2 separate regions of the Oryctolagus cuniculus genome follow, and region 1 is linked to region 2. Evidence: chromatin contacts called from public Micro-C data. All regions are on one chromosome and are shown on one strand. Each heading gives the region's core, a stretch centred on a gene start, on an enhancer-like site or on the middle of the called end of the contact. The rest is flanking DNA. Distances are from core to core; before and after follow the strand shown. Region 1 holds the start of AP1S2 (adaptor related protein complex 1 subunit sigma 2). Region 2 has its middle 19 kb from the start of CLTRN.

Evidence for each region. A called contact is a pair of places that touch in the nucleus more often than the background predicts.
Region 1: a Micro-C map of ear pinna shows a contact between it and region 2, with 2.8 times the contacts expected there. The contact joins the promoter of AP1S2 here to the enhancer-like site in region 2. A contact is called at or near these places in 2 of 6 Hi-C or Micro-C datasets (ear pinna and an unstated tissue).

Annotation. Positions count from the first base shown.
Region 1 is chrX:1,995,633-2,002,985 of mOryCun1.1, reverse strand. AP1S2 (adaptor related protein complex 1 subunit sigma 2) reads left to right here and starts at 2,755. Exons shown (of 6, transcript XR_007912139.2): 1 at 2,755-3,070; 2 at 5,171-5,349. LOC138847720 (a long non-coding RNA gene) reads right to left here and starts at 3,338. Exons shown (of 4, transcript XR_011385664.1): 1 at 3,221-3,338.
Region 2 is chrX:1,822,077-1,829,225 of mOryCun1.1, reverse strand. No RefSeq gene overlaps it. Among named protein-coding and RNA genes, the nearest start is that of CLTRN, 19 kb to the right of the region's middle. Within about 2 kb of position 4,930, at least 8 of the 8 cell types and tissues checked have an H3K27ac peak or open chromatin away from gene starts, as enhancers often do. A contact at or near this core is called in ear pinna, where this site is marked.

The sequences.
Region 1 (7,353 bases), core at 1,506-4,005, 180 kb before region 2:
TCTTCCTGTTAGGGCATAAAGATTTAGGACTAATTCAACCTCCTCTTCACTTCTGCTTCTTCTTATTCTATATTACAATTGTTACCTAAATCATTAGTGTTTCAATGATGAGCTGATAGTGTACCTTGACATCTTTACTGACAACCTCACAATAAGTTCCCCTCCCTTATTATCCATGTGGGCATGCTTTAAACTTTCCTTTCTTTTCTTCTTTTTCATTGAATGGTGATTTCAGAGAGAGAAGGGATAAAAAGCATGTGGCCATCACACATTCAGCAGGAAACTAAGGTGATTTTGGAACACTTTCGAATGATTACACAAAGTCTCAAAATTCTATTGTTAGAAGGCAGAATGCCTATTTCACCCTCACCTCTTGTGTTTAGCATAACTGACAGGCAGGGATTTTTTTTAACATCTAAGAAACAAGAATAAAATTTTTAATTTTTATAAAAATTCTTTTATTACTATTTTTATAATTTTTGTATCATTATTAACAAGAAATTAGGACCATCCAGAAAACAAAAACAAAGGAGTAAAAGCAGATACCCTATTGACATGACAGATGAAAAAGATACTAGGTGAGAAAGAACATGTATATAATAAAGCCTACAATTTGGAAATTGTGGAAATCAAAGTCAAGCAGTTAATTACTAACAAAGATGGCAACCGTGTTTCTTTTGTCTTTCACAGTGAATGCACAATTAGCACTTAATACTAAGACTGGGGAATAAACCATCTATAATCTACTGAAAAAGACCATCTGCTTCTGTAAATTTTGTTCTCATACACTTGCCAAAGGAAGAGAACATATTAACAAAATAATGGGCCCTGCACTGTTAATTGCTAGGTTGTTTGCAGTTGTGCTGTTGCTATTAGAATTTAATAAGCCATTCCTTCTGCTAAATTAATAGGCAGCCAAGATTATGTAATAGCTGCTTTCAGCTGCTAATTATTTTTCCCATAATTCCCTCCCCTCCCTGCCCCCACTCCCACTTCTTTTTTTTTTTTTTTTTTTTGACTAGGAACACGGAGAGGAGATTGCCAGTATGTCATCAGCAAGTCCCTAGTCCTCATTTTCAGAGCCATACACCAACATTAGGTGCATAACCGATGAGTTTAAATTTGGAGGCAGCTATGTCAAGAACGTTGAATACACACGTACTTTGTACAGAAAAAAAAAAAGGCAGCATTCGGAATCAGAGGGCAAGTTTTTATTTCATAGTATTGCAGCTATCTTTGAACTGGTTAGTGGCATCTGTTTCAAGTAGTAAGGGAGAAATGGGACATTAGCAAGCACATCTGGGGCATGTTTAGGCAGGGAGAAATTTGGGCAGGGGGCCTAAAGAACTATAGAAAGCTAGCTCTGTGGTTTTTGTCGACCCCTTTGTAATATTCCAGTATACATTAATCATACATGTCACCAGGGAACTTTCCAAGTGGCACAGTAATGCAGAAATGGAGAAGCATTACATTTTTTATTTTGCCAAACAAGGGCATTTTCAAATGCCTCCAAACCGCTATTTAGTATCTTAGTTTCATGTTTATTGTAATAACCCTCTCTTCCCTTGCACAGATAACATGATCTCTAATAAAGGGTTCCTTCAAGTTGACTGAATTTACTTTCATGGAAAAAATTTGCGATTTTTACTTTGGGCCATTAAAAAAAATCTGACAACTACGTTTTACAAACCTCTGCAAAAAGGGCATGGCCCAACAAAAGCAATTTTCTAGCTTCCTTTGTAGGAACCCAGTTGACTGGAGTAATGAATAGCATTCGACATGGGAAACCCGTGGCTGTTCAAGCAAGGTCACCTAATCCCGTGGGGCTCCCCTTTCCTTATCTATAAAAGATGAGTTGGACTAGATGATTCATTCATTCCATCATTCAAACACCAAGTATGAACACTGATTACGTGCCCAGCAGTGTGCTCAGCATCACGGCCCTTAACAAATCTATCATTCATTTCAGTCTTTACCAGCCAACTTGTGTTACACACCAAGCAGTGAACTAAGTTGGAATGCAAAATGAATAAATCCAAGACGTGCTAAATACAGACTAATGGACATGTTGGTGAAAAACGTATTCGTTCTTACAGGGTTTTAGGGTGACGCTTCATACTTGTGACATTTGAGAGGAAGGGCATGTCAGGCAGAGCAAGTCGTTGGCCAGGCTAAACCCAGGCGGCTGGTGGGAGCGATCCCGTGTGAAGCAAGCGGGATCTCGAAGACGAAGTGGTGTCTGGGCTTTTCAGCTGAGGACATAACTCATCCAGTCCGCAGCCCTGAAGATGGGCGAGGCAAGCCCAGGGTGCGAAGCTTGTGGTAAAAAGTGTCTGGGCTAGGGCTGTAGCACTGCGATGGGAAGGAGAGGCCGTCTACCTAGCAAAAGGCCCTGTGAACGCATGCAAGGGCTCCGCGAAAGAGCTGCCTTGCTTTCCCCAGAGTTGCAGCACTCCCTTTCTCCTCCCACCATCATCACCGGCCGTCACACCTCCCTATCCCACCCTCTTGGGACACGGAGAGTCATCGGAGCTCGAACTTGGCTCTTCGCGTTCAGAACCTTCTCTGCCTCGAACCACAGGGTCGCCTAAGGTCGCCGCGGAACCACGTCCTCCCGTCACCAAAAGAGCCAAGGCAGCCACCCGCTCGCGTCCCGAAGGCACGAGCCTGAGTACGCAGGCGCGCTGGCTGCTGCCGAGGCCGCTTCCGGGTCACGTGGCCCAACTTCCGGTTCGCACCACTCCTCTCGGTGACGACGCGGCCAATCGGTTTCGTCGGACTACGCGGTCGCCTGCGCCGCCTCCGGGTGCCGTTGGCTGCCGTTGGGCCGCTTCCCGCGCGTCGTCCAGCCCGCCTCTCCGCTAGCCGCAGCCCCAGCTCCTCCCTCGTCCGGCCCCTGGGGCGGAGTCTGTTGGCTCGCCCTCCCCTCGCCGCCTAAGCCTGCTTTCCGACAACTGGGTCCCCTCCCCACAGCAACACGGCGTCTCCTACTCGCCGCGGCGACAGGGGTTTCCCCTCAGCCGCCGCCGCTGCCGGCCGAGCCCAGCCGCACCCGCGGCCCGCGGCTGCCGTAAGTCCCGAGGGCGAGTGGGGACGCTGGGGATGGGGATGGGGAGGGGGAGGGATGGCTGGGCGCGCCCCCCGCCGCCCCGCGCGCGCTCCGACGACCCCACCCCGAGCCCGCCGGCCCGCCACCTGGGCGCCGCGCCCCACAACTCACTTCTTTCCACGTCGGCCCCCCGCAAACCACTGCGCGGCGCCTGGGAATGCGGGGTCTAGTCCGGGGCTCCGCCGGGGCGCCGCGGCACCTGTGGTTCGGGAATCGTCTCAAGTTTTGCGGGGCGTTTTAGGGAGGGGCTGGCGGCCGGGGACGGCGGCGGCCGAGAACTCTTGGCGCCCCCCTGCGCGGCGGCGGATGCCATTGTCTGCTCCGCTCCTTGCCTGTCACCTCGCTCAGGCTTGGTCAGTGATGGAGTGTAGCCCCGGAAGGGGGGGAGGCATCGGAGACGGCGGGACCCAAGGAAAGCTGGTCCCGAGCTCGCTCCGAGGCTGAGCCCATTGTTTTTAAATGCCCGTTTCCCAGAATTGTGGTACCCTGTGATTTGCGGCACAATCAAAGCATTCGTGTTTAATAAGACAGGATACTTGTGCCTTGCAACCGGATTTCGTCCCATGTTAGTACATAATTTATTTTGAGAGAATACGTTGTGTTTTCTTCTTGTAAAGTGGTAGGGCAGATACAGGACCCTGCTCCCGACAGCCTTGAACCCAGACTCTTTTTGGCAAGCAAACCCCCGCCCCTCCTGGCCACCGAGATCAAGGAATACGAGGTTCATTCTCTTCCAAGTTCTGGTAACGGGTTTGCTTTAAATGTCCAGTTGATGCTTCGCTTGCTGCCCCCTTTTCGAATGCCGCTGATTTTGCAACTTACATGGAGGCACTTTGATATCCCTGAGTAATGTCCGTGTATTTTGTGCCACTGAAGCATGTTACGAGCGGTAATAAGCCTTAAGTTTAATAAAGTTAAAATTGTCATGTCGTAAATTGCCAAGTATCTGGTTGATGTCTTTTTGCATTATTTTAATTTCATATCAAATAATTTCATATAGAAATTTAGGGCTCATTTTATTCTATATTGATTGTATAAATTCTCTCTCCCCATGTTCAAGATGGTGTGAGTTTTAAGAATCAGGCTTGAATCTTCTTTGCCATGCTTAAAAGAAAACAGAATACGTATCTGAATTCTATCTTTACATTATCTTGTAGAAATAATACTGTTTGCAGTTGATGACCAGTTGACTTACCATAAGCTTGCCTTTAACAGAACATTCAGACTAATCAACAGATTTGCAGGTTCCAAATAAATACACACAAATTAGGTTAGGTGTTAAAAACACTAGAATTCAGTATCCAATCCATCTGTAGATGCTGTTTTTTATTGTTTTAAATGTAATATTTCATATAATGCCCCTGAATATATCTAATTATTATTTTGACATTTTAAAGATTTGATTTTCATAATATTACATTAACCTGACTCTTAATTATGTGCATATTTATGTTTTTAAAAATGAGATGAAAACAGATACTTTAAGATCAGGATCTTATTAAGAAAAACATGTATTTGTGAGATCCTCTTTTTTGGTGAATATTTTAGCTCATTCTGTTTTTTTTAAAATATGCTAGCATAAATGGAAGAGAGCATTCAAAGTCTACAAGTAATTCACCCTGGGACTAGAAAAGCCTTGGGCTGAAAAATAGTAGATTGCCTGTTTCTTTCAAATGTACCTAAACCAATTGATATCTACAGTTCTCTTTTGATGCATATAGGGAGTGTGGACTGTATGAGCACAGGTAGAAAATAGTTTCTAAATTACAAGGGACAGCTTTTTGTTCAAAAATTTCACTGCAATATACCTGTTTTTTCTTTTTTTTCCCACCCATTCCTCTCCAAACTTATGTGGAACAGAGTGAGATGGGAAGGGAAGGGTTGTATCTAGCAGAAAGATCTTTCTAAAAGAATTTCCTGCTATTTCAAGTGACATAAAAATAATGATAGCTGCTAATTGTCAGTTTAATGCCCTGCTCTCACAGGTTCCTCTGAAAAACATGTATTAACCGTATTGAGTCAAAGTACCGCATGTGATCTTTACTTTACTTGTCTTAACAGATGCAGTTTATGCTGCTTTTTAGTCGTCAGGGGAAGCTTCGACTGCAGAAATGGTATGTCCCACTGTCAGACAAAGAGAAGAAAAAGATCACAAGAGAACTTGTTCAGACTGTTTTAGCACGGAAACCTAAAATGTGCAGCTTTCTTGAGTGGCGAGATCTGAAGATTGTTTACAAAAGGTATAGTTTTTATTTATCAGAAAGGTGTAATAAAAGAGTCAATTGTTAGGTCATTTGTAACATGGAGATGTCAGACTTTTGTTGATCACATTTAGAAATAATGATTAATAAAGATTTAGGAGAAAAATATTTAGAGTAAAGCAGTAAAGCTTTGTATTTTTAAAATAACTGCTGTTTTGATTGATTATCCAGGCTAAAATGATAAAAGGGAAATCATTTTAGAACTAATTATATAATTAAAGACATAAATGACTATTTATAATCATCTTTTTAGAAAAACCCAGTTCATTTCATTGCAGGAGGAAATAGGGTCAGAATTTTAAATTATGTGAGAAATTCTCTGAATTTAGAGAAGCATAGATAACAGTCTAATCCCTTCTCCCTGCAAATCTATAAAATAATAACTGATATTTGACATGCCTTTTATCTGACTATTAGAATCTTCTAAATATCTTGGGAACATAGACTTTCAACCATACAAATGTTTAAAAACTTTGCATATACACAGGATCTGTTTTGTTAGTAGTGTGTATTAATTCAAAATACACTTGTTGCTCTGGTAGAGATATGATTAGATATAATATATCATTTTGCCAAGGAAGTTTTTTTTAATTTTATATTGGAGAATGACTATTAGATTGGTTTTTTACATTGAGAATTTTAAAAATGCTGTGTATCTTTATTAGTATATGAAACTCTGATACCTTAAAATAAATTTCTCAACACTATTCTAAGCAGGCTAAATGAAATATAACAACTTCTTTTACTGAACATTTCTTGAAGGAACATTTACTTTTGTTTCTTCCTCATTTCTGTACCCTTTTGAATAATTTACTGAATTTAAGATAACAGCACTTCTACGTGTAAAAAATTCCCTTGTATAGGGAGCACGTAGGTAACTAGTCATTTGGGATGCAAAGAGGCATCTGCAGAGAGGTCTGGTTTTTTTCTCAGCTTTCCTTTATTGCATTCCAAAGGATGGGTTTTTTTTTGCTCAGGAAATGGTAATAGGGTAGAGGGAAAGAAAAGGAAATAATAGCACATAAAGAGTTTCTTAAATACTATAGAATCTTCTTTTATTATGGAATGAATTTAGCTACCTCTGGGTGATTTTGTATCCAGTGTTTGGTTTATTATTTGTTGAGAAAGATAGAAACATCATAGCATTTGAGAGCTGAGGTATGTCTTAGAATAATTAGTCAAATACTTTTAAAAAAAACTTAAAATGAAAGTGAAGCTGTTCTTGTGCAATCAAGAAGGAGAATCCTGTACCCTTTCTCAGTTGGCTTTGACCCTTTGAACAGGAGAGTTTGTGAGTTTGAAAACCATTGTTAATCAAACTTCAATTTTATAAAAAGTGAGAATTTGAGAGAAGTGACTTGTCCAAGGTCATATGCTAGTTAGTGGTGGACATGGGGCTATAACTCATATCTTAAGAATGGAAACAGTGGTTTTAAACAGGAGTGAAAAAAGATTTCCTTTTCTTAAAGATAGAAATAGGGCAATGAATGGGGGACAGGTGGGATGAGACTGGCACCTCTCGGTCCAATAGGAGACTGCATCATACAGAGGTCCTGAACACTGGGCAGGAGAGCTATTACCCAGGTAAGTTTCATAAGACTTGGTCACTCCTAGAAGTGGGACGTGAAGGAAAGGGAAGAAGGTTAATGGTGAGCTAAAAAATGCAGTTTTGGGGGGCAGCTTGACTTTGGGTGTCTGTGTGACTTAATGGTTTTCTGATGGGATTTGGTGGGCATAGGCTTGCCAGTCTGGAGAAAAAGAAAGTGATAGATCACCAGCATTCTAGCTGGTGAATTAAGCATTCTAGTTGGGAGTTAAGAAGGGACCCACAACAGAGTGAGACCCAAAGAAAATAAGGTTTAGCTCAATAAAGTCAGGGGAAGCAGAAAGAGAGTTTCAAGAATTAGATTGCTAGTGCTAGATGTTGCATAAAATTCAGTGATAGAAAGAATTTATTAGATTTTCAATGAGCAATTCATGAAA
Region 2 (7,149 bases), core at 3,681-6,180:
CTCTCTCTGCCTCTCCTCTCTATGTGTAACTCTGACTTTCAAATAAATAAATAAATCTTTAAAAAAATAAAAAAATAAAAAAAAATAAAACGTCTTTCAATTTTTCCATAAGCTTTCTGAAGCACCCTCATACTTTGAAAATGCTTTTTAAAAAAGATTTATATATTTATTTGCACGGCAGAGTTACACAGAGAGAGAAGGAGAGGCAGAGAGAGAGAGAGGTCTTCCATCCACTAGTTCACTCCCCAGATGGCCACAATGGCTGGAGCTGTGCCGATCTGAAGCCAGGAGCCAGCAGCTTCTTCCAGGTCTCGTATGCGGGTGTAGGGGCCCAAGGACTTGGGCTATCTTCTACTGCCTTCCCAGGCCACAGCAGAGAGCTGGATTGGAAGAATAGCAGCCGGGACTAGAACCAGCGCCCATATGGGATGCCGGCACTGCAGGCGGTGGCTGTACTCGCTACGCCACATTTTTAAGAGTGTAAGATACCAAAAGCACATCATTCTCAGTTATGCAGAGCAAGGAGACAAACCGCATAATTTCATCCTTCCCCCTCTTCCCACACACCCTTGCTGTGAGCTGGTTGTGAACTAGCTCTTCTTCTTTGTACTGTCCTTGCCCAGCTTCATTTGAGTCAGAGGGGATAAGGCTACAGCTAAGTAAAAGGAAAGAGAATCACACCCGACAGGCCCTGTCCAGTGAAAGCAGGAAGCAGAGTACTTCCCATCACTGCTCTCCAAGGAACGTTTGAGGGATCAAGGCAGAACCATTCAACAGGCTATCAAAAAGCCTTCTGCCCCAACTAGTATTGTGCCAGTCTTTTGACCTGGTGTAATGTGCACTGTGTGGGCACCCCATTCCTCATGTACACACTCTACTCACAGAGGCTGAGATGTGTGGTCATCAGCTAGAAGTTCATGAACCCATGGAGATGCCCCATCTCAACACCTCCAGACCTAACTCCCTACCTGAGGTCTGTAGGCCACTGTATTGGTTTGCAATAGAGTACCATAGAATGGGAGACTTAAATTTCAGTAATTTATGATCTCACAGTTCTGGAGGCTCAAGTCTGAAATCCAAGTTGTCAACAACGTTTATGCCTTTGGAGGGTTACAGAAGATCTGTTCCGTAATAAACTCAGATGGTTTATTTTATTTGTTAACTTGGCTAGGCCACAGTACCCACATATTTGATTCCATACTATTAATGTCACTAAGAAGGTGATTTTTAGATGACATGAACATCTAAATCAGAAGACCCAGTAAAGCAGATAACCAGTCATGTGATTGGGCCTCATCCAATCTGTTGAAATCCTTAGGCGAAAAAAGACAGCCTTCAGAGTTGAGCTGCCAAGGTCAGCTCTTCCCTGAGTCTCCAGCTTGCCAGCCCCACACTCATACGACTCAGTTTCTTAAAAGAAATCTCTTTCGGGGCGGGTGCTGTGGTGTAGCATGTTAAGCCACCATGTGCAGCACTGTCACCCCATATGGGCACCGGTGCATGTCCCAGCTGCTCTGCTTCCTATCTTGCTCCCCACTAACACACCTGGGAAAGCAGCAGAAGATGGTCCAAGTCCTTGGGCTCCCTCACCCATGTAGGAGACCTGGGAGAAGTTCCTGGCTCCTGGCTTCAGCCTGCTCCAGCCCCGATCATTGTGGCCATTTGAGGAGTGAACCAGCGGATAGAAGATTTCTTTCTCTGTTTCTTCCTCTCTCTGTGTAACTCTGCCTTTCAAATAAATAAATAAATAAATCTTTTTTTTTTTTTAAAAAAAAAAAAGGACTCTCTCTCTCCGTATTCTGTATCTCTGGAGAACTCTGATTTAGCCTCTGGTTGCTTGGTTTGGAGCAGCATTAACTCCAGTCTCCAGAGGGGTAAGTTCACTATGTCTGAGGAGATGAGAAATTAAAGCCCTGTGAAAGTCTGGCTGACACTCTAAAAGACAGACAGCTAATACACTTTCTTTCTTTTCTTTTTTTTTTTTTTAGAGGCAGAGTGGACAGTGAGAGAGAGAGAGAGAGAAAGGTCTTCCTTTGCCGTTGGTTCACCCTCCAATGGCCGCCGCGGCCGGCGCGCTGCGGCCGGCACACCGCGCTGATCCAATGGCAGGAGCCAGGTACTTATCCTGGTCTCCCATGGGGTGCAGAGCCCAAGCACTTGGGCCATCCTCCACTGCACTCCTGGGCCACAGTAGAGAGCTGGCCTGGAAGAGGGGCAACCAGGACAGAATCCGGCACCCCGACCGGGACTAGAACCTGGTGTGCCGGCGCCGCTAGGCAGAGGATTAGCCTATTGAGCCACGGCGCCGGCCTATAATACACTTTCAGTATATTACCTGTAGCCAGACAAGAACATCTGGATTTTAAGTACCTTCATTATTGGAATTCACTGACCAGTTTTAAAGAGCAAGGGTCACTTGAGTTTCAAATCTGATTCTCTTTTTTTCTCTCCTTAACTTTTTATTAGGGAAAGAGTCAAACTTATACAAAAAGGGAGAATAATAGAATCAATCACCTGTATATTCAGTGCTCCATTCAACATTTCACGATTATGTGGCCAGATGGGCCCTAGGGGAGCTAAGCTTTCTGTGCTATCTTTTGCTATCACTAGTTATTTACGTATGCTCTGGATTTTATTAACACATCCTTTATCTGCTATTTTGCAGAAATAAAATATGTGTGACAAAATACTCTAGAAATATTTTAAAATCATTCATAAAACACCTATTTGTTAAATGTTTAAGAACTTTTTTTAAAAAGATTCATTTTATTTATTTGACAGGCAGAGTTACAGAGAGAGGTAGAGACAGAGAGAGAGGTCTTCCATCCTTTGGTTCACTCCCCAGATGGCCGCAACGGCCGGAGCTGCACCAATCCAAAGCCAGGAACCAGGAGCCAGGAACCAGGAGCCAGGAGCTTCTTCTGGGTCTCCCACGTGGGTGCAGGGGCCCAAGCACTTGGGCCATCCTCTACTGCTTTCCCAGGCCACAGCAGAGAGCTGAATATGAAGAGGAGCAGCCGGGACTATAACTAGCATGGCATTTCAGGCCAGGGCATTAACCCGCTGCGCCACAGCGCTGGCCCCAATGTTTAAGAACTTGAACTCTGCCTGTTGAAGACATTTACACCAAAAGAAAGAATTGACAAAAGGTTACAACTACACTGAAAAATTTCTTGTCATCAGACTGACCTTTCATTTTCTCATCTGCTGATTTCAAAAGGAAGCCAGTCGGTTGCAATTCCCTGAAATAAAAATTAGAGAGAGATTATGTTGTCATGTGTTATGAAAGTTTAGCTTCCTCCTCTCCTCCAGTCCTTCCCTGGAAACATGATCCCAATCTGGGATTGCCAAAGATCTCAAGATGCAGTTTTAATAATTGCTCTGTGTGGTGTGACAAGACATCCCAGTGTGGCCAATGAAATGCAACACCATTTTCCTCTTCCATCAGATTTCTAATATATTCATATTTACTTACAATTTACTCAATCTTTATTGCTCCACTTTGAGCAGTGGCAGCTTTTTGCCTGGCTCCAGGTAGAACAAGGACAGATGGGTAAAGGCACAGAGAATGGTACTCTTGCAGCTTTGGGTCTCTCAGTGAATTCCAGCCCAGTTACTGCTTCAAAAACATCCAGGCAAAGGAGGAAAGCCCTAGAAATATTTTAATCTCCAAAATATTCAACAACAGTGCAGCTTTTCTTCAGGTTTCAGAAGAGAAGGTGGGTAGGAAGAACTTCCATTTACTGTGCACTTGGATACAGGTTGCAAACAGTGGCTGCTCTGAGAGATGCAAGGGGGTAGCTTCTCTCACCAGGGATTTCTGACTATCGTCCAGGCTCCAGCAAGGACTTAACCAGCAAGGAGGAAATGGCCAGATTATCAGCAAATGAAGGAGAAGCAGAAAACAACATGGTTATAAACAACGGTGGCTGTACAACAATTTCTTTCCAAATTTAGATGTAAGCCTCTACCTTCGCCAACTTCAGGTATTTCTCCAGTCTTTCTTTCCAGCATTATAAACGTGACCGAATTACACTGATATCAATAGTAACTGCTTTCCAGCCACCTCAGGACAGCAGCACTTCATGCTGAACTCACATACATTCCCAGCCACCAGCAGTCTTTCTAGTTTGGAGGTTCCTCTCCAGCTCTGGTGCGGGGAACTAAAGCAAGGCTAGAAGACACTGAGCAGTGGAGAAGAGTCAGATTTGTCATAGGATGCAAGCGTTCGGTTGATTCTCCACTCCGGGAGTGGCTGTGAGTCTGTACACGACCCCTGGCATAGTCGTGGGAAAGACGGACAACTGTAACTTTCTTATCCCCGAAGGAGGGGTCATTCGCCGCCGCCACCCTCCCATGTCCATTCCTCAGAGAAGACCCGGTGGAATCCTGGCCATCCTCACGATGCCAGCATTTTCTCCAGCCCCGGGACCCATGGTGGTGCGAGGCCGTGTGTCTGTGTAAGCAGGGTTGGGACAAAGTCCTTGTCCTCTCTGGCTGCCCACACTCCATATAACCGCTGAGCTTACCGGAAAGATTTCCAGCAGCCCAAACCTTGTCGCTGGCTCCCGGACACGAGCCTACACAGCGCAGCCATCCAGGCCACGCCCCATCGCGATTCGCCACGCCCATATGCCGGGAAAACGTCGCAAATCCGGGCCAAGCCTCCGTCCTTCCGGCGTCCGTCACCGAGAGGCCGGAAGTCCCGCCCTGACAACGCTGCAGGCGCCCGAGCTCCTTTCTGTCCTCTGCAAGCTACCGGACCTGTATCTCTCTTCACCATGACTGTACATCTCCTGTCGCCGACACGGGCCTCCCACAGCGGTCACGCGCCCGCGCGGTAAACTTGCCCAGGCCCCGGCCCTCCGCCTGCTCCACCATTTATGTCACGCCCCCGTCTCTGCGTTCTACCCACGTCATTCTCCTCAGCTCCTCGCGCTGCTCCGCGGTCTGCCGCTTCACCCGTGGCCACTCCTCCACGCGCCGGCCAGGCCACGCCTCTGAGCGCCGTTCTTTGCACATCTCTCTGAACCCCTGGTCATGCCCATCCTGACCACCCCATAGCCCTCTCTGGTGCAGTCTGGTAACACTGCTGCTGTCCGCCTCTGACGCCCCATTCCCGCTTGCGATCTCCACCATCTTTGTCACCACCTCAGTGCTCGGGCTAAGTCTCGCCCTGCGATACCCTTACGGCAACCCCCGGACCCCCTCTGCTGGGCCTGTTCCTGACTGGCGGGTCCATTCCCTAGTCTCTGGCCAGCCCAGACTCTGGTTCATGTCACGTCCTTTTCATGCTTCATCCCACCTCCTCTCCATCCTGGCCAATGTTGGCGGTGCTCCTAGGCCACAAGCTAGAACCCCGTGACCAATATCGCCCACTTCTTCCTGCCCCTGTGCTTTTCCCTGCCTGACACCCTGGCCACGCCTTAGGTTCCCAGGCCACTCACTTTCTGTCTTTTTAAAGATTTATTTTATTTATTTGAAAGACAGACTTACAAAAAGGCAGACAGGCCTTCCACCTGCTGATTCGCTCCCGAAGTGGCCACAACAGCTGGAGCTGGGCCTATCGGGAGCCAGCTGGAGCTTCCAGGTCTCCTATGTGGGTGCAGGGACCCAAGGACTTGGGCCATCTTCCACTGCTTTCCTAAGCCACAGCAGAGAGCTGGATCAAAAGTGGAGCAGCTGGGACTCAAACTGGTGCCCATATGGGATGCCAGCACTGCAAGCAGAGGGTTTACCTGCCATGCCACAGCACCGGCCCCAAGAACAGTTTTCAACAAAGCATTCTTATTGAGCACACTCTGGCTCTGAGAACCCTATCTCATTTATATAAAATGTTTCAAAGGTCAGCCATAGTCATTTTTTGACAGAAAAAATAAACTCATAAGAAATGGGCCCACCTACAGCCTGCATAAATTCCTGCATTAATTTCAAAAACAATTTTTTGAGAAGCAGAGAGACAAGTGAGACAGACACACAGAGAAAGCCCTCATCCACAGGTTCATTCCCCATATGCCCAAATGGCTGGGGATTGTGCTGGGTCAAACTGGGAACTGGAAACAATCAAGGTCTCTCATGTGGGTGGCAGGGCTCCAACTACTTGAGTCATCATTGCTACCTGCCAGGATCTACATAAGTGGGAAGCTATAGTCAGGAGCTGGAGCCAAGAATTGAACCCAAGCACTCCAGTATGAGACTCAGGCATCTTAAGCACTATGCTACATGCCTGCCTCACTGCATTGGTCTTTTATAGCATTAGTTACACTTCACCTTCTTCTTCAGGTGATCTGACACAGCTTATCACAAAATGGACAGCACTATATAGAAGAAATTTCTGAAGGAACCAGAAGGAAAATTTATGGAGAGAGAATAATGCAGCAATGGTAGGATTAATTCTCAAGTATTCATGCTTTTGGATCCAGAACAGTTGTTGAAAGTAGGCAGAGATTTGACTCTAAGCTTCCAAATAGCCATAAGAAAGAAGAAACAATAATTATATCAAGGGTTTGCACTGTTCACATAAACCAATCAGGATTTTATTTCTCAGAAGCATAGTTTTTCTTGATTTTTACTCTTAAGGGACCTCTTGATTGTTCTTCGTGATGATACTGTGACTCAGCAGGAGATAAGTGTCATAAGAAGTTACCCACAGATGCCCTAAAAATATACTGTTGCCACAATCACAAAGCACAGTGTATTAAATCAGTTTTATGACTTTCCAAACTATCCTGTTCAACTGAGTACAGACCCTCAATAGTCTGGCTTGATTCAAGGTAGTATTTAGATCATCTTTCCTTATGTGGCAAGTAAATTTTAATTCACATGTCAATTCCCATGCATTCACATTAGCTGGCTGAATTAGTTGGGAAGTGTTGTGGCTAAGTCCACGCAGAGAAGGAAAAAGTTCTCTAACAGATTAACAATATCTTTCAAGGGTGCAAAAATGGACAAGTGGGTGCAAACAGCAACCTCCCTGACATCTGACATTGATAGTGATAGCAGTCTAATGTACACATCCTTTAGGCAGTCCACAAGACAACATTTCTCATTACAAGATTCTTGTTGAGATTCAGACAGTTGAGGGTTCAAGGTCATTATTGCTGAGTAAAACTCTGATATAATGCATATATCTTTTGTATTAACCAGAAT